Regions from separate parts of the Mus musculus genome. Here all the other regions are linked to region 2. A link is a contact called in public HiChIP or PLAC-seq, Micro-C and promoter capture Hi-C data. All regions are on one chromosome and are shown on one strand. Each heading gives the region's core, a stretch centred on a gene start, on an enhancer-like site or on the middle of the called end of the contact. The rest is flanking DNA. Distances are from core to core; before and after follow the strand shown.

The links. A called contact is a pair of places that touch in the nucleus more often than the background predicts. HiChIP or PLAC-seq counts read pairs in DNA pulled down with a chosen protein or histone mark. Capture Hi-C pulls out chosen DNA fragments and counts their contacts.
Region 1: a contact with region 2 is called in a Micro-C map of the G1E-ER4 cell line, with 7 times the contacts expected there. The contact joins the enhancer-like site here to the promoter of 4933440J02Rik in region 2. A contact is called at or near these places in 2 of 15 datasets of contacts at CTCF or cohesin (the NIH/3T3 cell line and pro-B cells), 18 of 484 Hi-C or Micro-C datasets (the C2C12 cell line, the G1E-ER4 cell line, bone marrow-derived macrophages and 10 more), 12 of 115 datasets of contacts at active chromatin or transcription factors (cardiomyocytes, embryonic basal ganglia, embryonic forebrain and 8 more) and 1 of 9 other capture datasets (embryonic stem cells).
Region 3: a contact with region 2 is called in a promoter capture Hi-C map of adipose tissue. The contact joins the promoter of Krr1 here to the promoter of 4933440J02Rik in region 2. A contact is called at or near these places in 10 of 39 promoter capture datasets (the 3T3-L1 cell line, the C10 cell line, the HPC-7 cell line and 7 more), 5 of 115 datasets of contacts at active chromatin or transcription factors (bone marrow-derived macrophages, effector CD8 T cells, embryonic stem cells and 2 more) and 2 of 9 other capture datasets (adipose tissue and embryonic stem cells).
Region 4: a contact with region 2 is called in an H3K27ac HiChIP or PLAC-seq map of extraembryonic endoderm stem cells. The contact joins the promoter of Glipr1 here to the promoter of 4933440J02Rik in region 2. A contact is called at or near these places in 3 of 115 datasets of contacts at active chromatin or transcription factors (effector CD8 T cells, extraembryonic endoderm stem cells and pancreatic cancer cells).

What each region holds. Positions count from the first base shown.
Region 1 is chr10:111,923,324-111,926,023 of GRCm38.p6, forward strand. No RefSeq gene overlaps it. Among named protein-coding and RNA genes, the nearest start is that of Krr1, 48 kb to the right of the region's middle. Within about 2 kb of position 1,323, at least 60 of the 459 cell types and tissues checked have an H3K27ac peak or open chromatin away from gene starts, as enhancers often do. A contact at or near this core is called in the G1E-ER4 cell line, the NIH/3T3 cell line, embryonic forebrain and 2 more, where this site is marked.
Region 2 is chr10:111,592,786-111,595,561 of GRCm38.p6, forward strand. It overlaps 4933440J02Rik (RIKEN cDNA 4933440J02 gene), which reads right to left and starts at 1,488. Exons shown (of 4, transcript NR_045344.1): 1 at 1,319-1,488; 2 at 1,164-1,220. The region is part of intron 2 of Gm30262 (a long non-coding RNA gene); the gene reads left to right.
Region 3 is chr10:111,971,320-111,974,103 of GRCm38.p6, forward strand. It overlaps Krr1 (KRR1, small subunit (SSU) processome component, homolog (yeast)), which reads left to right and starts at 1,376. Exons shown (of 10, transcript NM_178610.4): 1 at 1,376-1,555. The coding sequence starts at 1,474.
Region 4 is chr10:111,995,878-111,998,665 of GRCm38.p6, forward strand. It overlaps Glipr1 (GLI pathogenesis-related 1 (glioma)), which reads right to left and starts at 1,387. Exons shown (of 6, transcript NM_028608.3): 1 at 981-1,387. The coding sequence starts at 1,154.

The sequences.
Region 1 (2,700 bases), core at 73-2,572, 330 kb after region 2:
TCTTAAGATTTGTAAAGGTCTTAGCACTGGGAGACAACAATTTATGCTTTTAACGTTAATCAGTAAATCACACACGTACATGTGTATATTCTTTTTCATTAATTGCCTTTTTATTGTTTTTCTTCCAATTACAAATACTTGCCAATGAAATGTTTTAATTGAAAAAATTAAGTCTCATATATATGGCTTCCACATTCACCCTGTAAGGTTTCTTGTACCCTAAATTTCTTTCCTCTCAATGTTTCTTTTCCTTCTTAGTGTCTCCTGCTATTTTACATTTTGCTGATAAGGAGCTTGTGTAATTAATAACCTTATCTCCCTATGTATAAAAAAAACAAATTTAGTGCATTTTAATAAGGAAGTCAGAAGTACAAGGAGACACTTTATTGCCACGTTGACGCTGATAAGACCAGAAATAAGCTGGTTGCTCTGTGACTACACATAATGAATAGTATTTGTGTACGTAGTTTTATTACTTTTGGTGTCAGAGCTTCAATATTTCTTGGGAGTATATTTATGAACAGCTATACAGTTTAGAATTCTTTAATAAGCCGCTCTCACTGGATAACACACTGGTTTTTAAAGTCACTTCATCTTTATGCCTGATCTTAATCTTGTATTTGTAGTTCTCAGCAGGGGCAGGGAGTGCTATTTTCTTAGCTGCTCAGGGTGGGGATGGGGGTGTAGAAGATTGGGAGGGGTTCTAGAAAGGTCACTATGGTCTCATGCAGTCATATATTTTACAACTGCAGCTTGTACACTCCTGAAATGGGGAAAAGTTCCTCTTTTTTTTTTTTTAAGTGCTGAACAAAAACTGAAGGTTTGAAAAGTTTAAGACCCTTGAGAACATGAATAGTTGGATCTCTAGTATCTTTGACTAAGTTTTTACATAGTCCCCATGACAGCCTACTCCTTTGAAGTCAGTCAAGCCTGTGAGATCATGAGGGACTCATAACAGAAGAAGCTCTGTGAAGAGCGGCTGAGTTGCCTCTGCCCTTATTTCCTGCCCATTGATCCTGTGATGTGAGCGTATCTGTTATCTCCTTCTGCAAAAAGAACTGTGTGTGCCACATGACAGTCCTGGGCAGGGCCATGCAGGGTCACACAGCTACGGATGGCTGGGAAGACAAAGTTTGATCTTCTATGAAACATTTATATGCTTGTTTGCTTGTTTGTTTGTTTGTTTGTTTGCAGTAGGCTTGCTTCCTACTCTGTCCTTCCAGGACAAAGGCAGAAGTGAGTGGGTAGGAATCACAACAACTTCTCCCCTCTGATGTTACCCTCTGACTAGGGGAGTTGATAGTAAGGCCGGGACTTCCCAATTAGCATGCTTTTTTTTTTTTTTAGCAAGGGGACCTGTTTTACTGAGTTGGGGTAGAAGACACATCCTTCCTTTGGACTGGCTTCCCCATTCGATGTATCCCCATGCTGCTTATTATTAAGATGAGCTAAAGATCAAGGTTTACAGCACTCTATAGCACCCAGTGCTGTGCTAGCTTCTCCAGTGCGTTCCTGTCCTGGACACCTCCATGATGGTTATTGAAGTCCGTTGGTTGGCTTTCCAAAAAGTGAGGAGGTTTGAATCTGGCATTCTTGGGAAAACTCTTTCTGTGATCTTTTTCTCGCCTACCCTCTCTGGTTTCCCATGAAAGGCAGGAATGCTCAACTAATCCCTCCTGCTCCCTGGTCTGTGGGCTGTAATTAGGGTTTAAAGAAACAATGTCTCCACTTTGGTGGAATTCATGCTGTTCCCGTTGGAGACTGAAGCAGGTATACAATGCGCTCATAGTCTTTACACTCTATCTTCAGTAACACCTTGAACCACTTCATCCAATATTCCTTTCCTTCTTCAAAGAGCAACATTTAACTCCTTCATTTTATTGCATAGATAATGCCTTTGTTTCTGAACGATACAGCATGTGTGACTGTTACGCACACAAAGGGAGGAAAAAAGGTTATTTATTAAGTAAGTTATTCACCGTAGCAAATTTTAGTGATTTTTCAAACCAGAGCAACCAGTTTTTTCCTGATCCGTCGTCATTAATTTGACAAATACCTTCTCCTTAAAAGTTTACTACAGAAAGATTTCGTTTTTATAGGCACACTTTCTTTAATGTATGCTTTAGTGATTCTGAATATTAAGTGCTACCAGCATCTCTTGCTCTGAGCTTAGCAAGCGAAGAAAGCACCGTCAGTGAATTCTGCCTCAAGTCAGAGAAAATGTCTTTTGCCCCTCTTTTCTCCAAAGAAATAAAATCTTTATGTGCTCGGCATGTGGGGTAGGAAATAACAAGGAGGTCATTGTTCTCTGTCCCGCCTAACTGCAAGTGTAAAGACTGTTATTCTTTCGAGCACTGCCCCCTAGCGGGGAAAATTTCACGTTTTTCGACTGGGTATCTTTAAATGCCTTCCCATCGCTTGTTCATGCCCTTTCTGCAAGGATGCTGACCCTGTTCGTCATGTGTGTTAAGATAACACTTAGAATGTGAGTTCCTGACAGCATGGGGGCCTTTACCTAACAGTCTCACTGAGCTGAAACACGGAATAGATGAGAAGAAATAGATTGTAGCTTCTCACAAGTCTTGGGAGCTAGTGTTAAAGCAAAAGACAGTAAGAAGGGATGAGAGCGCTCAAGGCTCAAAGATGTATGCCACAGATGAGACAGAGAGATCGTAAGAGCCAGAGGGGGTGGAAGATTCC
Region 2 (2,776 bases), core at 238-2,737:
CACACTCCCTGCCTGTCCCACATGCAATCCTCACCCAGAATTTGCTTGGGGACAGTGCACATGTTGCTAATGTTAGAGCTCCATTGACCTGCCACATTTTTACTTAATGAAATTCACACATGGTAGTAATTACAACTTACAAAGCCACCGTTTAATCCTTAGAATGCTTCACTAACCTACTTCATCCATCCTAGCCTCCTAGCTCCAACCTTACTGAAACAAAAGGTCCTTTGTAATGCTCAAGGGAGAACCTACTGGGTTTAAGTGAATCTGGTTAGTTCCTAGAGTTAGAACATCCCCTCTTTTCCTCATGTTTTTCTTCTTTTCACTTTCTCTTGCCTTCATTCATGTTTCCCCCTCCTTCCTTTCCACCCTGCATCCCCCACCCCCTTTTCCTTTCTTTTTTGGAAGGTCCTGGCAAGAACTCTTTTGCTAAACTTGTACTATACATTTCTGATACATTGTGTTTATGCTTTAGTGATAGCCATTATTAGATACTAGAGAGAATGTTATAGACTAAGTTTTATTTTATGTAATTTTAGGTGCTTTCCTGCATGCATGTATGTGTGCCTGTGGCGGCCAGATAGGGGTTTTGGATCTCCTGGAACTGGAGTTACAGACAGTTGTGAGCAGCCATGTGGGTGCTGGGAACTGAATCCAGGTTCTCTACAGGAGCAGCAAGTGCTCTTAATCTCTGAACGCCACCTTTCCAGCCTTAGGTTTGTGGGTTTTTGTATTTCCTTTTTTGATAGATATAAAAAAGGGATTTTGAAACTAACCAACCTTAAATCCTCAAGTTCTTAGTGGGTCATCAAGTCAATATAGTAAGTTTCAATAAATAAAGAGAACACTTGTATAGAAAATAGTAAAAGTGATTGGGTTTCATCAAAATTTTGAGCTGCACATTCATGTGCGTGTCTACTTGGGTGTGATGTGAAATACAGTTCTTACTACGCTACAAAGAGCTGGGAAGCCTTTGGTGTCGTGCCTCCTGCTTTCTTGGTTCAATTTAAGTACCATATGCTATCTTTACAAAGCAGTAACTGACTTAGTTATTCTTTAGATTAGTCTCCATTTCCATAGAGGCGATTGTACTGGAATAGAAATTAGAATTCTAAACAAATGTTTGCCCTGGATGTAATAATACTGAGGTGACAACTTACACAATAGACTCTCCCTCCACTTCCACGAACTATCTTTCACTCCGTTGCTTTTTGAAGCTGTCAACAGATCATTTTGAAAATCCTTTAGGAGTGTATCAGAAAGGTGTGAGGACGTTCTAAAATTGTTGATGGAGATAGAAGGGAATTTTACAGACCCAGGATGTCCTTAGAATTGGGTTGCATAGATGGACGGAGTCTGTGATACCCCTGAGAGATGTGGTACCGGAAAAATGTACAGAGATGTCCTGATATCAGTGGGATCACCTGGGGTACAGCTCACACACTGCAAGGCTTCCTCTGATTTCCGCTTCTTTTTACAATTCCCAGTTATCCACAAAACTTAGTTTGAATCTTTCCTCAGACACCCCGCCTACCGGAAGTGATGGAAGCACGTAACCGGAAGGAGATTAGAGCTAACGTTACAGCCAAAGGCCAGATAAAGTTTGTCCCAGCCTCATTTTTTTTGGGGTGGTGGTGGTGGTGGTGGTGGTTGGTCATTTATCTACTCTGAAAATAACTTACTTAATCTCTAAAACTGTATCTTCATTGCCTCTAACTCTCACCAGACTGTTACCCGATAGTGAATGTGTGATGGCCAGTCGGGTAGTAAATAGGCGCGTCTCCTGCTGATGGGTATGTTATTAGTTCCTTCCCGAGACTCGTTACGGAACCTTAACGGATCAGAGGGAAGGATTTCTTGCCTCTACACGGAGTACAATTTCAGGCATCATGTGGGATTGCTGGCCTTGTCCCCTGTTCCCTTCACAGCCACTCAGCTGGCGTGATACAGGGCACAAGCTGGATAATTACCCGGCAAGCTTATCTGGAGCCTGGTTATCTAAATGGGGTCCCTCTGGAGCTCCTAGAGTCTGCGGAGAGGGGTTGTGTCATAGGAAACATAGGCTTGGCTGCTGCTCACAGCCGGGGGTTGGGGTGGGGGGTAGAAGGTGCCTGGCTAGGCTGCTGCCTGGGACACGAGGCTAGTGCCAAAATGGCAAAGTGCCATTGTCCCTTCCTGATTTTAGGCGCGCAGAGCTCCGATCTGAGCCGCTAGGTAGTCTAAGATGAAAAGGCAGGGAAATTAATGATTTCTAGACCCCTCTTTAAGAGCTCAAAGGAAAGCAAAATGAAAACTCCTAAGACACTTAGGATACCCGCCCATTGGAAGCTGATTTTGCCGGGAATATTATTTGTGTGGAATCTGAAATTATAGTGGAAATTTCCACGATAACGCAAGGATCTGTCTTCAGGTCAACAGGTAAAGCTGGCTTTAACTTTATTCTCTTCGAGAAGTAGACCGCTTAACCCTGAGTCAGCCAGTGGTTGAGGAGGCTACATGGATGTCCCATTTGGCAACTGACCTTTCTTGGTTTTCTCCCTGTCTCTTCCCTTCCCCTCCTCCCAGTTTGATATTTGATGTGTCAAGGACAAAGACGTGCAGGAAGGAAGGTCGCAGCTTACTGTCGATCTCCACCTCGAGCAAGCCTCAGGACATCTCTGAACATTTATTTGAGACCCCCTTTGACTATAGGATCGGTCCTCACGGCTCCTCTGTTAAGACCTAAGAGGGAACCGAAGCTGACAGGTCACAGTGGGAGGAATTTATCTCAGGC
Region 3 (2,784 bases), core at 126-2,625, 380 kb after region 2:
ACCCAGACCCACACACCCATGTGTGAAAAGCACTCTTTGAAAGAAGCTCGAAGCTCATAACCATTCAAACATAATACTAACTACATTTGATTCTCAAAGAGACTGGAATGGGTGCACCATTATGAGGCATCAGTTTGCATACAGAGAATTTCCCTTAAAATTTGTTCAAAACATAGTCGAATCCAGTGGTTACCAACCTTCCTAATGCTGCAACTCTTCAGTATAGTTCTGCATGTTTCTGTGATCCCTGAACCACAAAATCATTTCGTTATTACGTCCAACTTTGCTACTGTTATGAATTATAATGTCTATATACATGTGCGTTCTGATGGTCTTAGACGACCCCTGTGAAAGGTAGTTTGACCCTCTAAGGAGTCACAATCCACAGGTTGAAAACCACCGATCTAAGCACCTGAAGTATTGTTCTCAGTTTTACTAGGCATATGCGGGTACTCCTCTTTCCTTTATCTGGCTTATTGACCCATGTGCTTATTAAATATTTCCTGGAGGTTGGGGAGAGCATGGTCCAGAAGGAGAGGTCCTAGTGTGTTTTCAGACCCTGGTTACATCTCTTCACATCTTAGCATCTAATTTAGTGAATATATTTTTGTGCTAATATTTTTTTGCTGTTTTTACTGACTATATTCTAAGCCTTTTAAAGCTATGATGTAAGAATAATAAACAATAAAGTTTTGGTAATAGCTCCCTCCAGCCCCCACCAAAAAACCCCAAACATTTGAATGCTGAAGACCGGTGTGGTGGTACACACCTTTAATCCCAGATTCTGGAGTCATAAGCAGGAAGATCACTATGACGTTGAGGCCAGCCAGGTCTACATAGCATGTTCCAGGCTAGTGAAGGATACACAGTGGCCTCGATTCATAAACCCAAAATAAACAAAACAAGCAAGCAAACAAATAAATAAAAATAGAACAGAAAAGTCTTTTAAAACCAATCTGGAAGTTGAGAGATTTAAAATGCAAAACTCATGGTAGGTTTTCAAATGGGCTAAAGAGTGGTAGCAAAGTTTGGGTAGATTTTTGATACAATTCGCCATTTTCATTAGATTTCTAATCCCCCTCAAATAAGAATTTTAATAATTTCCCCTCCCTTCTCTCCCTCACCCTCACCCACCTCTCTTCTCTCTCCTCTCCTTCGCTCCCTTTCTCTCCCTTTCCTTCCCTTCCCCTCTCAAAAAAGAAGTTCCCACAGGGCTATACAAGTAGCTACAATTTAGAGCTTGATACAAGAAAACTACCATTCCCAGCGTGCAACACCGAGGTTGCAATGCATCCTGGGAAGGAAGTGTCACGCTCCCCCCCGTCCCCGCCCCATCGGCTTCCTGTTCGTCAGAGCAGAGACCACGCAGGTCTCATAGGGATTATCCGGAACTCGTTTTGCCTTTTACACATTGTAGCCGGCGGGATCTTAAAGAACAGTTCCACTTCCGGGGCCGCCGGAAGCAGTTTTGCGATGGCAACTTCTGCGGAGGCGCCTGCCAAAGAAGCTCAAAAACGTGACTCTCAGCCGCAGAAACAGAAGCGTGAGACCCAAGGTGAGGCAGTGCGAGACCCGAAGCCCGGAGCTGGCGGATCTCGAAGCATCTTTGTCTCTTTCTTTGGCCGCGCACTTGGGTTGAGCCTCTTTTAGGCTGTGCAGTGCCTGCGGTAGCCGGGGTAGCCGAGGGTTGCGGGTGTTGATGGCTGCGCCGGCCACGTGCAGCTAACGCAGTGTTTTTGCCAGCGACCGTCCCTGGCAAGTGTACCCGATGCGCCTTCTGTCCCCGGTAAAAGTGTGAGGACTCAGAGATTGTGGAAGGCGCGGCAGTTCTGCCTTGAGCTTTGGGGAGGGGAGGTTGAGAGGATGCGGATCAGGATCAGGTGGGAGAATCTTCGTGTCCTGCGAGCGCCGATGGTGATGAGGGAGGCGGACGGGGAAAGGTGGGGACGGAGCTCAATGGGAAGTTTTGTCAGAACTTTTATCTGATTATTAAGTTGCTAAATGACACAGCTCTCAGTCTTTAGCTCTAACCCCTAGTTTGATTTTTGGCTGCTCTAGTTTGATTGCTTCTTTCCGTTTTGATGAGAGTTTGGTTTTTACCTACCTTCAATTTAAAAAGAAAAATTTTTTTCTTTTAAAAACTAAGTACGTAAAATACGGCAGGGACTATAGACACCGGTAAAAGCTTCAAACCAACGCTTGAGGAATTGACAGGATGAGTAGACCATCTTCCTCAAGTTATCCATGTGCCAATCACAGATGCTATATAGCTTCCTTTCTGGTACCCGGAGTAATTCGTTCGAGCTTTCTGTCACCTATCTACAGCTATTATGATTTTTAACAAAACGCTTCGATTTTTGTCTCCTTTTGAATCATAGGAGAATGAATGGAGCTGTGTACTCTATGTATGTTGTCTGTGTCTTTAGCTTCTGATTCTTTACGATGCTGTGTAATATTTAAATTCCGTCGTTGGCGGACATTTGAGCTCTGCCTTCAGCTTGCTCTTGTAAGCACCTTTGTGCATGTCTTCTGGTAATGCCTCAGGGTCTCTGTAGGAATTTAGGATTGGAAACTCAATTGCAGGGTATCTTCAAGTTATGCTAATGCTACCGGAAGGAGCTGTGCCAGGTTTTTTTCTGTTTTAGGAAAGGTTTGTTTACGTTCAAAGCGTGAGGGTATAGTCAACCATGGAGGGGAAACTGGGCCAGCACAACTCTAATAGTTGAGATTGCTCATCGATCTAAATTTACAGTGATTTTTTTTGTTGTTGTTGTGTTTTGATTT
Region 4 (2,788 bases), core at 137-2,636, 400 kb after region 2:
AAGCATAGCTCAACATCCTTAGCCATTAGGGAAATCTGACTGGTAAGTCCCCTGGTATGTGGGTGGAGAAAAAGCCTTACATGCTGCTGATAGGTCTGTAAATTAGCTCAGCCACTATGGAAATCAGTATCACCACAAACTATAAACATAAGACTAGCGTGTGATTCAGCTACGGCATGTTTGGGCTTGTCTCTACAGGGATGGAAGTCAGCACGTCTTGAGTATTTGCATATCCATGTTTTTTTTTTTTTTTTTTTTTTTTTTGTGGCACTACTCACAACCTCCAAGCTATGGATTACACCCAGTGGTTCCCCAAAAGATGAAAGAGTAAGGAAAATAGCTTGTGTACAGATATGTCTATATAGACAAACTGAATGGTATTGTTGAGTCGCCAAGAACAAAATTATGACATTTGCAGGGAAACAGATGGGATTGGAGATCATCACACTAAGTAGCATAAAGCAGACGCAGGCGGAAAAGCATCATGACCTCTTATATGTGAAGTGTAGAGGAAAACAACCGAAGACCACAGAAACGTAGCAGGGGAAAGCGATCAGAGGAAGAGGGCCAAGAGGCCAACGGAATGAGTGTAGCCTAAGCACACTGAATTATCATAATGAAAGACCATTATTTTACACAGCATATATAATGAAAAAAAAAAGAACCCTTAAGACACAAAAAAGAAACCTCACAAATATTAACAGGAAAAACCATGACAACAAAGAAGTCTGTTGCTCATGGCTGCGGAAAGGAAGTGTGCAGAAAGAACTGAATCATGCCAGTGGTATTGCTCAAGACAGTCGGGGAAGGTAACGGTCGACTCTGATTGCAAGCTGAGTTTACTGCACACATTCATTACAAGGAAAAAAAAGAAAGCAAATAAGAAAACCACTCAGGGTTACCCAGAAGTCACACCCAAATTAATGCAGGCAAGCTGCTTCTGATTGACATGGGCGACAAGCCCTTGCTAGTGAACTCACCATGTACAGCATATTCCGGGCTGGTGGACTCACTTTTGACCGAAGCTGGTTGTGAACTTGAACACATTCTTTAATGAAGTCCTCGTTTGTTATATCTGGCAAAGTGCTTGCTGTAAATGAAGAACTAGACACAGACGAAGCCATCCAGACTATCACAGCAAGGATGACCTGCATGGTCTCTCTGGTTGCTGCTGGACCTAGAATCCAGAGCTGCGGGGTTCTGATAGAATGCTCGGTTCTCTCAGTCTGCAGACTGTTTCCCTGTTGGAGCTCGGATTAACCCAGGGTTGTTTATGCTAGACAAGTGCTCTGCCTCTGAGCTCCATCTTCAGCATGCTGGGTTTTTTTTTTATGACCAGCTTTACAAAGCACAGCCTACTTCAGCTTGAGGAGCCTGAGAGCAGAACATGACGTCACGAAACTTACACCGGACTTCTCCATATATGGCTTGCAGCTCATGGGTTTTTTTTTTTTTTCTTCTCTTTTCTTTTCTTTCTCTTTCTCTCTCTCTCTCTCTCTCTCTCTCTCTCTCTCTCTCTCTCTCTCTCTCTCTCTCTCTCTCTCTCTCTCTGGCAAACAAATAACAAAGGTTACTTTAATGAGAGTTGAGTAGAGAATTGTTTTTCTTGTCCAGATTTATAAAACCAAACAAGGTGTGCAAAGCAACATGGTTTGTATTTTATGGTTTCAGAGAAAATGAGACTCTTCACTGTAATTGCACTGAGAATTTTTTTCCTTTCTTTTTTACCTTTTCTATTTTGAAAGGACAACATAAACCCCACTTGTGTCCATTTAAGGGCCAGGCCTGATTTTGAAAAGAAAGCCATAAGGCACCAGCTCCAGGAACAGACCATAAAATCCAGAAACAAGGACATAAAACCACCTCCCAAAGAACAGCCTGGGGACAATCACAAAAATGGGGAAATATCTTATCTCAGAATGGGCTGTCTGGGCTGGGCAGCCCTATCTTATCCTATGGTTAAACATTCATGACACAGGAATGCAGACTGCTGACCACCTGGGACTCCCTAGCACCCAGCAATGAAAATTTAGATTACCTAATCCTTTTGGAGTGTTCCCCTGGTTCCCTATAAGAAGGCCTGTGTGCCTTTGTCTGAGGTCACCATTTCAAAAAATGGCTGACACCCCCCCCCACCCCTTGGTCTTGCCAGTATATGTTCTTTGGTTGGTGGTTCAGTCTCTGAGAGCTCCCAGAGGTCCAGGTTAGTTGACTTTGTTGGCCCTCCTGTGGGGATTCCATCCTCTTCAATCTTTCATCAACTCTTCCAAAAAAGTCCCCTACCTCTTTCCAATGCTTGGCTGTAGATATCTGCATCTGTTTTAGTCAGCTGCTGGGTGGAGCCTCTCACAGGACAGTTATACTAGGCTCCTTTCTACAACCATAACAGAGTACCATTAATAATGTTAGGGATTGGTTCTTGCCAATGGGCTGGGTTTCAAGTTGGGTTGATTATTGGTTGGTCATTCTTTCAGTCTCTGCTCCATCTTTGTTCCTGCATTTCTTTAGACAGGACAAATTTTGGGCCAAAAGTTTTGTGGGTAGGTTAGTGTCTTTATCCCTCTACTAAGGGTTCTGAGGGCTAATATGCAAAATCTATAAAGAACTCAAGAAGTTAGACTCCAGCAAACCAAATAACCCAGTTAAAAACGGGGTACAGAGCTAAACAGAGAATTCTCAACACAGGAAACTCAAATGACCAAAAAAGCACTTAAAGAAATGCCTCAACATCCTTAGTTATGAGAGAAATGCAAATCAAAACAATCCCGAGATTCCCACTTTACACAAA